3 separate regions of the Sus scrofa genome follow, and regions 1 and 2 are each linked to region 3. Evidence: chromatin contacts called from public promoter capture Hi-C data. All regions are on one chromosome and are shown on one strand. Each heading gives the region's core, a stretch centred on a gene start, on an enhancer-like site or on the middle of the called end of the contact. The rest is flanking DNA. Distances are from core to core; before and after follow the strand shown. Region 1 holds the start of LAP3 (cytosol aminopeptidase). Region 2 holds the start of DCAF16 (DDB1- and CUL4-associated factor 16). Region 3 holds the start of TAPT1 (transmembrane anterior posterior transformation protein 1 homolog).

Evidence for each region. Promoter capture Hi-C pulls out the DNA fragments that hold promoters and counts their contacts.
Region 1: a contact with region 3 is called in a promoter capture Hi-C map of liver, with 4 times the contacts expected there. The contact joins the promoter of LAP3 here to the promoter of TAPT1 in region 3. A contact is called at or near these places in 1 of 5 promoter capture datasets (liver) and 1 of 2 datasets of contacts at active chromatin or transcription factors (alveolar macrophages).
Region 2: a promoter capture Hi-C map of fetal liver shows a contact between it and region 3, with 3 times the contacts expected there. The contact joins the promoter of DCAF16 here to the promoter of TAPT1 in region 3. A contact is called at or near these places in 1 of 5 promoter capture datasets (fetal liver) and 1 of 47 Hi-C or Micro-C datasets (embryonic fibroblasts).

The regions. Positions count from the first base shown.
Region 1 is chr8:12,588,973-12,592,477 of Sscrofa11.1, forward strand. It overlaps LAP3 (cytosol aminopeptidase), which reads left to right and starts at 1,363. Exons shown (of 13, transcript XM_003356870.5): 1 at 1,363-1,633. The coding sequence starts at 1,532.
Region 2 is chr8:12,762,148-12,765,397 of Sscrofa11.1, forward strand. It overlaps DCAF16 (DDB1- and CUL4-associated factor 16), which reads right to left and starts at 1,630. Exons shown (of 2, transcript XM_013978553.2): 1 at 1,438-1,630. NCAPG (condensin complex subunit 3) reads left to right here. Exons shown (of 22, transcript XM_021101058.1): 2 at 1,138-2,173; 3 at 3,102-3,250. The coding sequence starts at 2,063.
Region 3 is chr8:11,413,851-11,417,094 of Sscrofa11.1, forward strand. It overlaps TAPT1 (transmembrane anterior posterior transformation protein 1 homolog), which reads right to left and starts at 1,849. Exons shown (of 14, transcript XM_005666539.3): 1 at 1,593-1,849. The coding sequence starts at 1,788.

The sequences.
Region 1 (3,505 bases), core at 113-2,612, 1.2 Mb after region 3:
TGGATCCTTAACCCACTGAACAAGGCCAGGGATTGAACCCACAACCTCATGGTTCCTTGTTGGATTAGTTTCTGCTGTGCCACGATGGGAATTCTGAGGCCAGGGATACTTTAAATTCTGTTGTACCCCATACTTTCGAACAGAAAACATAGTAAACACTTTATATAAACTTAGGGGTTGTGGATGACAAAATCTTGCATTCCAAAGCAGTCAATCATAACCAACAAAGATTTGCTGTATAGCACAAGGAACTGTATTCAAAATTTTACGTGTGTGTGTGTGTTTGTGTGTGTGTGACTGGATTACTTTGCGGTACACCTGAAACACAACATTGTTAATCAACTTTGCATGAATTTTTAAAAAAAGAATGGACAGTCATATCTCTGTTGTGTCTAGCCCTTAGACAGTGAAATAGACATTCTCTCCAACCTCCCTCCCCAGACCAGGAAGGTACACACTTCAGTTGGTGGACCTCGTCCACCCCGCGCCCCGAGCTAAAAGCAAAGACCCAGCTAAAACCGGGATCAGACACTGGTGTAACATTTCATATCCTTCTTTGTGCTTCATTATGTTCTAGGAGTTCCATTCAACCGTGTTGTTGTTTTTACAATAAAAAATGTAAAACTCCTTTTACAAATACATTTTTAAACATTCAGCTCTACCGGCAAAGCTTCTCAATTCAAAAACAGTATTTGGGTTAACTGTCTTACAATGTTGAACCCCTGCACCAAATGGAAGTTCAAAAAAAGAGACAGTAGGAGTTCCCGTGGTGGCACAGTGGTTAAGGAATCTGACTAGGAACCATGAGGTTGCAGGTTCGATCCCTGGCCTTGCTCAGTGGGTTAAGGATCCGGCGTTGCCGTGAGCTGTGGTGTAGGTTGTAGACGCGGCTCGGATCCCGAGTTGCTGTGGCTCTGGCGTAGGCCGGTGGGTACAGCTCCGATTGGACCCTAGCCTGGGAACCTCCACATGCCGCGAGAGCGGCCCAAGAAATGGCAAAAACCAAAAAACCAACAAACAAAAAGAGACAGTAACAAAAATAACTCAGCGAGAGGGTCTTCCTTACTCAAACCTCTGCAATAAGTCTGCTTGCGACCTCCACCTCCCGGCAGCAGCGCCTCCACCCCCACCCCTCCAGGTGCCGCACAACCGCGACTCCGCCCCTCTCTAGTGCGCTCCTCCGAGAGCCCCGCCCCTTCGCCTCCGTCCGCAAGTGCAAGCGGCGGCGGCCGCCGAAGTTTCACAGCTTTCCCAGAACCGCCCTGTTCAGCGCCGCCGCCCGCCCCGCCCCCTGGGCACCCGCCCCGCCTCCCAAGCGCAAGAACGCTCCGCTGTGCTGGAGCCCGCCCTCCCCCTCACCGACGGAGAGCCAATCGCCCCGCCCCTGGCTCAAGCCTGGCACGCCCCCGGCACCTGCCCCGCCCCCGAGGCGCGCGCCCGCGGCCCCCGAAAGCGGGGCTCCTAGGAGCGCGCCCGCTCTCCATGCGCCACGTGCTCGTTGGAGGGCGGTGCGGGGGGCCGAGCCGAAAAGATGTTCTTGCTGCCTCTTCCGGCTGCTGCGCGAGTCGCCGTCCGACAGCTGAGCGTGAGGCGTTTCTGGGGACCCGGTCCAGACGCTGCAAACATGACGAAGGTGAGAGGCCGCGGTTCTCCCTCGGGACGCGGCGAGAGCCCTGCCGGCGGGCGACCGGGACTCCGGGGCGGGTCAAGGCCGCGGTGTCCGGTCTTCTGAGCCAAGTTGCAAACATTGGCTAAAAAGAAAAGTTCCCTGCCGTTTCCAGTTTCCAATCTCGGCTTTGGCAGCAGGCTGCGGAGGGCTGCCGATCCCTCCAGCATTCGCCAGTCGGCTTTGTAGCGAGGATGGGCTTGGAAGTGCTAGGACCAGAACTCTGCGCGGGAGGAAAATTTTAGCCGTAGCTACCGTTTCCCCTTATTTCATTATTTCGTTTAGTCTCAGTAACCCAGAGAAGGATGTTGCCAGGATCGTTCCCACCTTAGCTAGGAGGATGCTCAGGTTTGGTGAGGTGAAATGTTCTCTGGGGTTTCAGAGTCCCCGGGCTCCACACCAAGACCTCCCTCCCTCGCTGCAGTTGAAGGCTAGGAAAACACAGGTCCTTCGGGAGTAAACTGCCTGGAAGGTTTCTAGAGAAAAACAACGTCTCTTTAGAAAAAAGGAGAGACCCTTTATCTTGCTAAAATTAAAAGGAGAGTGCCCTAGGAGCTACCCGGTGACTTAATGGGTTAAGGACCCTGCTTTGTCACTGCTGCTGCGGAGGCTCCAGTCCGTGAGGGTCAGTTCTTGGCTAAGGAACTTCCGCATACCCCGGGCGCGCCAAAAAAAAAAAAAAAAAAAAAAGGAGAGATAGAGTGTCCTGCAGATTGCCTTCTCCACCTGAAATTGAGCTCCAGAGCACTGTGAAGAAGGTTACTCCCTGGCCTTGGGGGAGCTGAAAAATAGGAATGGCTGGGGGCATGGGGAGCACAGGCGTGGGAGTTAGGCTTGAGGACCAGAAGGGCTGTCCCTGGCAAGGAATGTTCTGGGTGGGACTTGAGTTCAGCCTCCCTGGAATCACAGATGGTGTCGGGACCAGATGCCTGTCCCCTGCTCTTTCTGAAACGGTGGGACTCCATCCTACTCAGGTAACATCTGTTTCCTATCTGCTTAGTTCCCAGCAGTGGAATCCCAGGCAGTGGGCATGCTTAGGAAAGTTAGAACCTGAAAGGGTTACCAATGCCAAGGAAGCCTATTTTCTTTGATGGGAAAGACAGGACACAATTTGGTCTAAGTGCCCATGGGGTTTTTATAGAAAGCACTGGGGGACCGTTGGGGAAGGCATTCAAATTCTTGCCCAGTTCTGTTGTACTTCGGCTGCTTGGTCAGACTAGGTTTTTGGTTTTCTTATCTGTCAGGTGGGAAAAAGACTGCATGTTCTTTCCACCTCACAGAGTTGCCATAAGTCAGAAAACATTTTTGTCTTTTTTTTAGGGCCACACTTTCGGCCTATGGAGGTTCCCAGGCTGTGGGTCCACTTGGCGCTGTACCTGCTGGCCTACACTGCAGCCACAGCAATGCCAGATCTGAACCGTGTCTGCAACCTACATCATAGCTCACGGAAACACTGGATCCTAACCCACCGAGCAAGGCCAGGGATTGAACCCATGTCTTCGTGGATACCAGTCGGGTTCATTAACTGCTCAGCCACAACAGGAATTCCAGAAAACTTTTTTGGGGGTGGGGGGAAATGCCGACAGCATGTGGAAATTACTGGGCTACAGTCGAACCCCTGCCACAGCAGCGACTGGAGTCACAGCAATGAAAAGGCCATATCTTCAACCTGCTGAACCACCAGAGAACTCCCAGAAAACATTTTTAAAGTCACATGTTGCTATGCAAAGACAAGTAATGATTCCTAGATTTACCTCCTTATTTGTGTTAGGGACACGAAAGCCACTAAGGCACTGCGTGCTGAGAGGATGCTGTGCCCCTGCCCCCTCAGTGGTGAAG
Region 2 (3,250 bases), core at 380-2,879, 1.3 Mb after region 3:
ACCCAGTATCAAAGATTTGGCAGGGAAAAAAAAAAGTAAAATTGAGTATATGTTGAAATGATATTTTGGATATACTTAAATTTCCTTTCCAGGTTTCTTTCACCAGGGTTGTCTACGCATTTTACATTTTAGTTACAGCGAGATAATAAAACATTAGTATATTCCATGCATTCTTCAACTTCTATGCTTTTCCTCTATGCTTTTCTTCTACCTGATGAACCTAAAATATCCACCCCTCTTGCCTTTTCAGAAACTAGGCATTTCGATGCTTTTTAAATTATGGGCAACCCAATTGCTACTGTTATTTTACCTAGCATGTGAAAACCTACAACACTTCAGGAACTAGGATTATGAAGCAAGAGAATGAATTATGGCATATTCTTATGAGAGAATACTAGAGCAACCTCCCTGTACCTGTTTTTTTAAAAAGGAGAAAGTTACCTTACAGGGATTGTTTCTACTGATTAAATGAGGTAAAGTGCTTAGGATAGTGTCTGGTATATAAGGTGATGAAATAAAATTTTACAGGGATTGTTTCTACTGATTAAATGAGGTAAAGTGCTTAGGATAGTGTCTGGTATATAAGGTGATGAAATAAAATTTTTCTGTGCCTGTTTCGGCCTGCTCCCTCGTCTTGTGTATTTGCCACTAATCAGAAGATGACGTTCTTTCTTAATTGTAAAGCGTCACAATGACCCATGATCCACTAATCACAAGGTACCTGTACATCTGGATTGTGTCAACTTGTCAATAATACCTCATACATAACAGTGCTTACACAGCAGTTCTCAGAGCTTCCTGAAAGTCTCACAGGTGATAATCCTCAGGTTGGCTTAAATAAAATTTTCCATTTCTTTCCCAGGTAAACTATGGATTAACTTTTCCTCAACAAAGGATCCATAAAGTGTTAGTGATATGACAGTATCAATATGAATAAACCTCAAATAACAGATTTTAAAAAATGGCAAGTTGCATATACACCTTAGCACATGAACACATACTTATTACGAGATTTATTCGTCTTTTAATACATAAAAACAGCAAATTCAGGAAATCCATTATTGCTGGGGAGGGAAAGTAATTCAATAGGAAAAGGGTATGCCGGCGGATTTGTCTTTTTTTTTTTTTTTTTTTAAGCTGGCTGCGGGTACTGAGATATTGGTTTCTGCTGGATATAATTCCATTAAAAAACTAAAGGCTTAGTGCCTGCAGGAAGACACTCCAAAGGATTTTACCTTAACCGCTACTCTAAACCTTTTCTCCATTCTGTGGTCTCCTTTGTTGAAAACCTCCTTATGCACCTTAGAGCTTTCCAGGTCTACTCTATATACTCTATCTGAATTAACTGGTGCCTCTCTACGCAGTCGTTCCACAAGGCCGCCTCCGTTCGCAGACCCTCCAACCCACCGCTCGGGGCTTAAAAAGACAGTGGCCCACCTCCATCGGGAGACTTCGGAACGCCCTCAGCCGACCCAGGAATGAGCCCCTTCTCGGGAGAAGCCAGGCCGCTGCCCGGCACTCGAGCACGCCCTAGCTCTCCCTTCCTGACGGATCTCCGCACGAACCCTCCTCCCCTTCGGCGGGAGCAGGGATTCTTCCCCTCTGCAGACTCCCTCTTCTCACCCACGAAGGATCCTTTCTTCTTTCTCGCTTCAACCCTAGCCGTAAGACCCGTCTAGGCCTAGCGCCAAAAGCTCGATTCCAACAGTCTCATTGCCGCAGGGCTAGCCCTCCAGGTGGAAACCACTTCCGGGGGCGCCAACGCCCCCTTCTCTTAGGAACCCCGCTTCCCAATCAGAAAAAAGGGTTAAAAGACCCTAAGCGCATGCGCCCCAACGGCGGCTTGGAAGCCAGTGGATCCCGCTCTCGCCGCTCTACGCCATCTCGCGGTATTTCCTTCTCCCGCGGGAGTTATTTGAATGCTCTGGCGGTAACCACGCCCCCGGCTGTCCGCTGTTGAGACTGGAGGCTGAGGCGTCTTTGTGGAGACCTCCGCGGTGGTCAGTCGAACCGGCTGCGCCGAAACGCTGAACAGACTTCGTTCCTGCTGGGTCCCGGCGCCATGGGGGCGGAGAAGAGGCTGCTGCCGATTAAGGAGGCTTTCCAGCTGGCGCAGCAGCCGCACCAGAACCAGGCGAAGCTGGTGGTGGCGCTGAGCCGCACCTATGGCTCGGTAAGCGCGGCCCCGGGCCCTCCCTGCCCCTCCCCAGCCTTGTCTCTCCCAGGGGCTTCCCGCGACCCTCCCGACTACGCGCACCACGACTCCAACCTCCTTAACCTTTCCGACCCGGTTCGGATAGGTCTGGCCTTTTGCCTGAGGTCTCCCAGCCGCCTCCCTAGCGGCTTCCCGCGCGGACCGTTAATTGTCGGTTGGGGATGAATTTGGAGAAACATTTGTGCTCACTCGGGGGACCGGGCACCTAGTTGTAAGGTCGCGGAGTGGCCCTGAACTTGGCGGTTCAGCGGTGATTGCCCCTGGTCACCGACCTCGTCAAATTACTTTACCTCCCCCCACAGTTGAATTGAATCAACTCACTAATTAGCAAATTAATCATTAGGACGTGGCTCTTCCTAGTCCGGTGAATAACTTTGTTTCGTTTTGAAGGGAGCCTTGAGAAGAATAGGACAGTGAATTTCGCAAAATGAATTATTTTGAGGTCCAAGAAAAATTGTAAGTCAGGAAAATGGGGCTTGAGGATATAAGACTGTGGAAGTTAAATCGAAAGGAAACGCCTGTGTAATATTAAGGTTAAATATATAAATGTAAAAGCCGTTGTTTTTTGGATTGTTCAGGAGGAAGCAGATTTTTACTTAAACCGGTACCAAGGCATCGTATTGAGGATTCCAGGATATTGACAGCAAAAAAAAAAAAAAAAAAAAAATCAGAGGAATCCTTTCACTATCAAAATTCCCGTTTGTTTTCTCCCTGGGAGAAATTTCTCTAGAAAGAAACTGTACAAATTTATTTTCCCTTTGATGGTTTGGATAATTGAGAGATTACTAAATTTATTTTGTTGGAGTTATGGCTAGTGTTTTCAGCGTCTTAGGGTAATGTGAAAAAATTCTTATCTGTGCAGTAAAGGGTTTCTTTTGTCTTTCAGATGGATGACAAAACAGATTTTCATCAGGAGTTTGTTCATTACCTTAAATATGCAATGGTAGTCTATAAACGAGAACCAGCTGTGGAGAGGATAATAGAATTTGCAGCAAAGTTTGTTACTTCATTTCACCAATCAGATATGGAAGATGA
Region 3 (3,244 bases), core at 599-3,098:
GAGGTCTACGGAGTCCACCGAACCAGGCATCCAGACCCGGGGCCGGAAAGGCCACGGGAGGGGTGCTAAGGGTTACTCCTGGGGCCCGACATCTGTGCTCAGCAAAAGGCTCCTAACGACTTCATTCTCTGCACATGCAAACGACAACAACAAAAGGCCTTTTAAAGATGTTAGCTTTCCTGAAACTCAGAAATATTCCAAAGAAATCATAGTGAAACCTGGCCACTTGTGTTTCTCTTTGCATCAGAGTGCTTTTAATTTTCAAGTCTAAGTAAGTAGACAGCTGAGAGATTTAATACTTGGTCTAACTTGGATCCTGCCAATTCAGAAAGTAAACACTCTCCCAAGCAAGTGTTTAACAGACAACTTAATCAAACAAAGTTGAGAATTTTTAAGTGGTTCATTGAAAAAGACAAAACAAGGCACAGTCTGTACTTAATTTTTCAAAGTTAAAGTCCTCTTCAAAATCTAACCTACTTTGGTTCTGATAATCGGGACCTCACCTGATCAGCCTCAAGGCACTTAAGCACACCCACATTTTCAATACCAAAGTACAACCGTCAGTGCAGGAAACCTTAGGACTTCAACATTTATTTGCATGAACCGCAGGAAACAACGGCTAATACAGCTCCTACGGTGCACCAGATGCAATTTTTTAATGGGAAGAAATTTACTGGCGTTTCAGGTCCGTTGCTGTTCAAAATTCAAAGCTATCCCAGAATTAAAATGCTGTGATAACTCTACAGTCAATGAACCAGACATCTTAAAGTCTTCCCTTTTTATAAGCCTAATATACAACTGCAACATGACTAAAAATGCAACTTTAACATTTCTTCTAAAAGCAAAAATAAACTCCTATAAGCTGAAAGAAATAATATAACAATACGCCTAAAACCGATCATTAGAAGTATGATTCACAAGTGCATCTTACGCAGCCTCCCCCCCCCCCCTTAATTTTTAAAGTGACTTAAGTTTCAGTTTAGGAAAAGTTCACAGGTAACATCTGCAGGAATACGAAATATTTATGTCCTGGGCAAAAGTACTGTACTTCACGGCCATTATCATCACACTGTCAGCTGCGAGGAACACCTGTGTGGAGGGCACGTTAACAGGTCTGTCGTGCTCAAGTTTGCTTAAAACACAGAACAAAAGTCACCTTGGCACGTCGATAATGAAGACATCAGCCGTGAGCGTCTCCGTTTTGTGCTCCCGGAGACGTGCGAGATGCTCGCCAACGTTCTCGAGCACGGGAGAACACCCCAGGCGTTTTGTTGTGTTTTTTAATAAGAGACTTTTTAAAAGCAGTCAAGTGACCCAGGAAGCAACTCCCGGGCCGCAGCCCCAGCTCTCGGACGCACCTGGCCCAGCCTGTGCGGTGGGGGCCCCGGCGCGGCGCGCGGACCCGCCCTGGGAGCTGTCAGCGGCCGCGGAGCCGCGGGACCCGCGGCAGCCGCGGCGGGTCCGCGCGCCCACAGCCCGGCGGCCCCGGAGGCAGCGGCGGCGGCCGCGGAGCTCGCGGCCGGGAGTTCCCCCGGCGCCCCCCGCCGCCCTCCGCGCCCTCGCCGCGGCCTAGCGCCGCCCGCTCGCCTCACCTGCGCGGCTGCGGCGCCGCTCCCGCCGCCGGTCGCTCTCGTAGAAGCCCAGCGTCTCGGTGTGCTGAGGCGCCGGCGGGGGCCCGTGACCGCCGCCGCCCGGCTGCTCCGCCTCGCCCCGGCCGTCCCGCTCCGGGCCGTCCACGCCGCCACCGCCGCCTTCTCCCGGGGCGGCCGCGTCGCCGACGCCCGCCATGTTCCGAGCACAACAAACCGTCCCTACCGCCTCCCGCCAGCCTCCAGCCCGGCCTCCGCCTCCGGCCGGCCCCCTTCCCGCCTCGCCCCGCCCCTCGCCGGAGCCCGGGCCGCCGCCGCTGCCGCTGCCGCTGCCGCCGCCATCCGCGGCCCGCCGGCCGGCGCGCGCCATTGGCGTCAGCGGCGCGTGCGAGGCCGCCGCTGCCGCCGCCGCCGCCACGGCCGCCGCCATCTTCTTCCTGCCCTCGCCGTGACGCGCGATGGCTTCTCGCGCCGCGCCGGGGTCCGCCGCCCGGGACCCCGCGCCGGACTCCATGCCGCCGGGCCGCGCGGCCGGGGAGAGCGAGCGCCTCCGGGGCTCGGGTCGGGGGCCCGGCGGGAGCGGGCCGAGCGTGGCGGCGGCGACGGGCGGAGGGTCGGCCGAGGAGCCTCGGGGCGGCGGCCTCTGCGCCCGCTGCCCGCCGTCTGCGAGGTGGCCGGTCGCTCGCACCGGGCTCCTTTTGCAGGCTCGGTGCCCGGAGTGCGCCGGCGCCGCCCGCCCGGTCTTGGCATCGCTTGCGCGGCCGCGGCGCTGAGGGCCGGGCTCCAGATCCCCGACCCCCGCGAGGCCCGGCCCCATAGGTCCGCTACTTGGGCTCCATGTCCTCTGCATAGTTACGATCGCCCGTCACATTCCCTGGCCTCTGGATTTCCGTTGACAGTTTCCAAAGCACTTGGGCCCGAAGGAGCCCGGGGATGCTGCCCAACAGGTGGGGGCGCGAAGGGGACGCGACGGGCCCAGGGCTCAGCCCGAGGAGCGAGGTGCTTTGGTGCTTTATACGATTTCCGCGCCCGGGAACATACTAAACTGTCTTTCGGCATTAAGGGCATTAAGGTTAGGAGACGGCTCTTGGCCGCCGCCGCGGTGCCCTTGCTCCATCACCTGCCGCAACTGCTTTACTGACGACCGTCTTTTGCAGCTCTGGCGTGTGACTCCGCACCGAGCGCAGTGTGGAGACCACGGCGGCCGCAGGGCTCGTGGGAGTGAAGATGCCAGGGGGTTGGGGAAAGGAGCCGGGCGCTCCATTTAGGGAGACTTTGACAGGTCGACTTCTCGTCTACCAACTTCCCCTGTGCCTCTGGTACCCTTTGATGAGCAGAAGGAAAGCTGGAATTCTTCCCTTAACTTTATGGTGCCTGGGAATTTCCTTAGACCTCAACTTGAGAGCCAGATATAAATGGGTTGGGCAGAGCAAAACTGACCCGGTGTTGTTTCATCAGAAACCTTGAGCGTTCTGTTGTCACTAGCAGGTACCTAACTGGTTGCACACTCCCAGCAAACTCAAAACAGAGCGGGCTGTTTGCGGCACCATGCGGAAGGCAGCCACCTAACAGGCTGAGAGCAGCCTAAGAGGCAGAGACCAGGGCCCAAGATGGACCAAAAAGGCCCCCAGACCGGGAACTGACTTTTGAAAGGA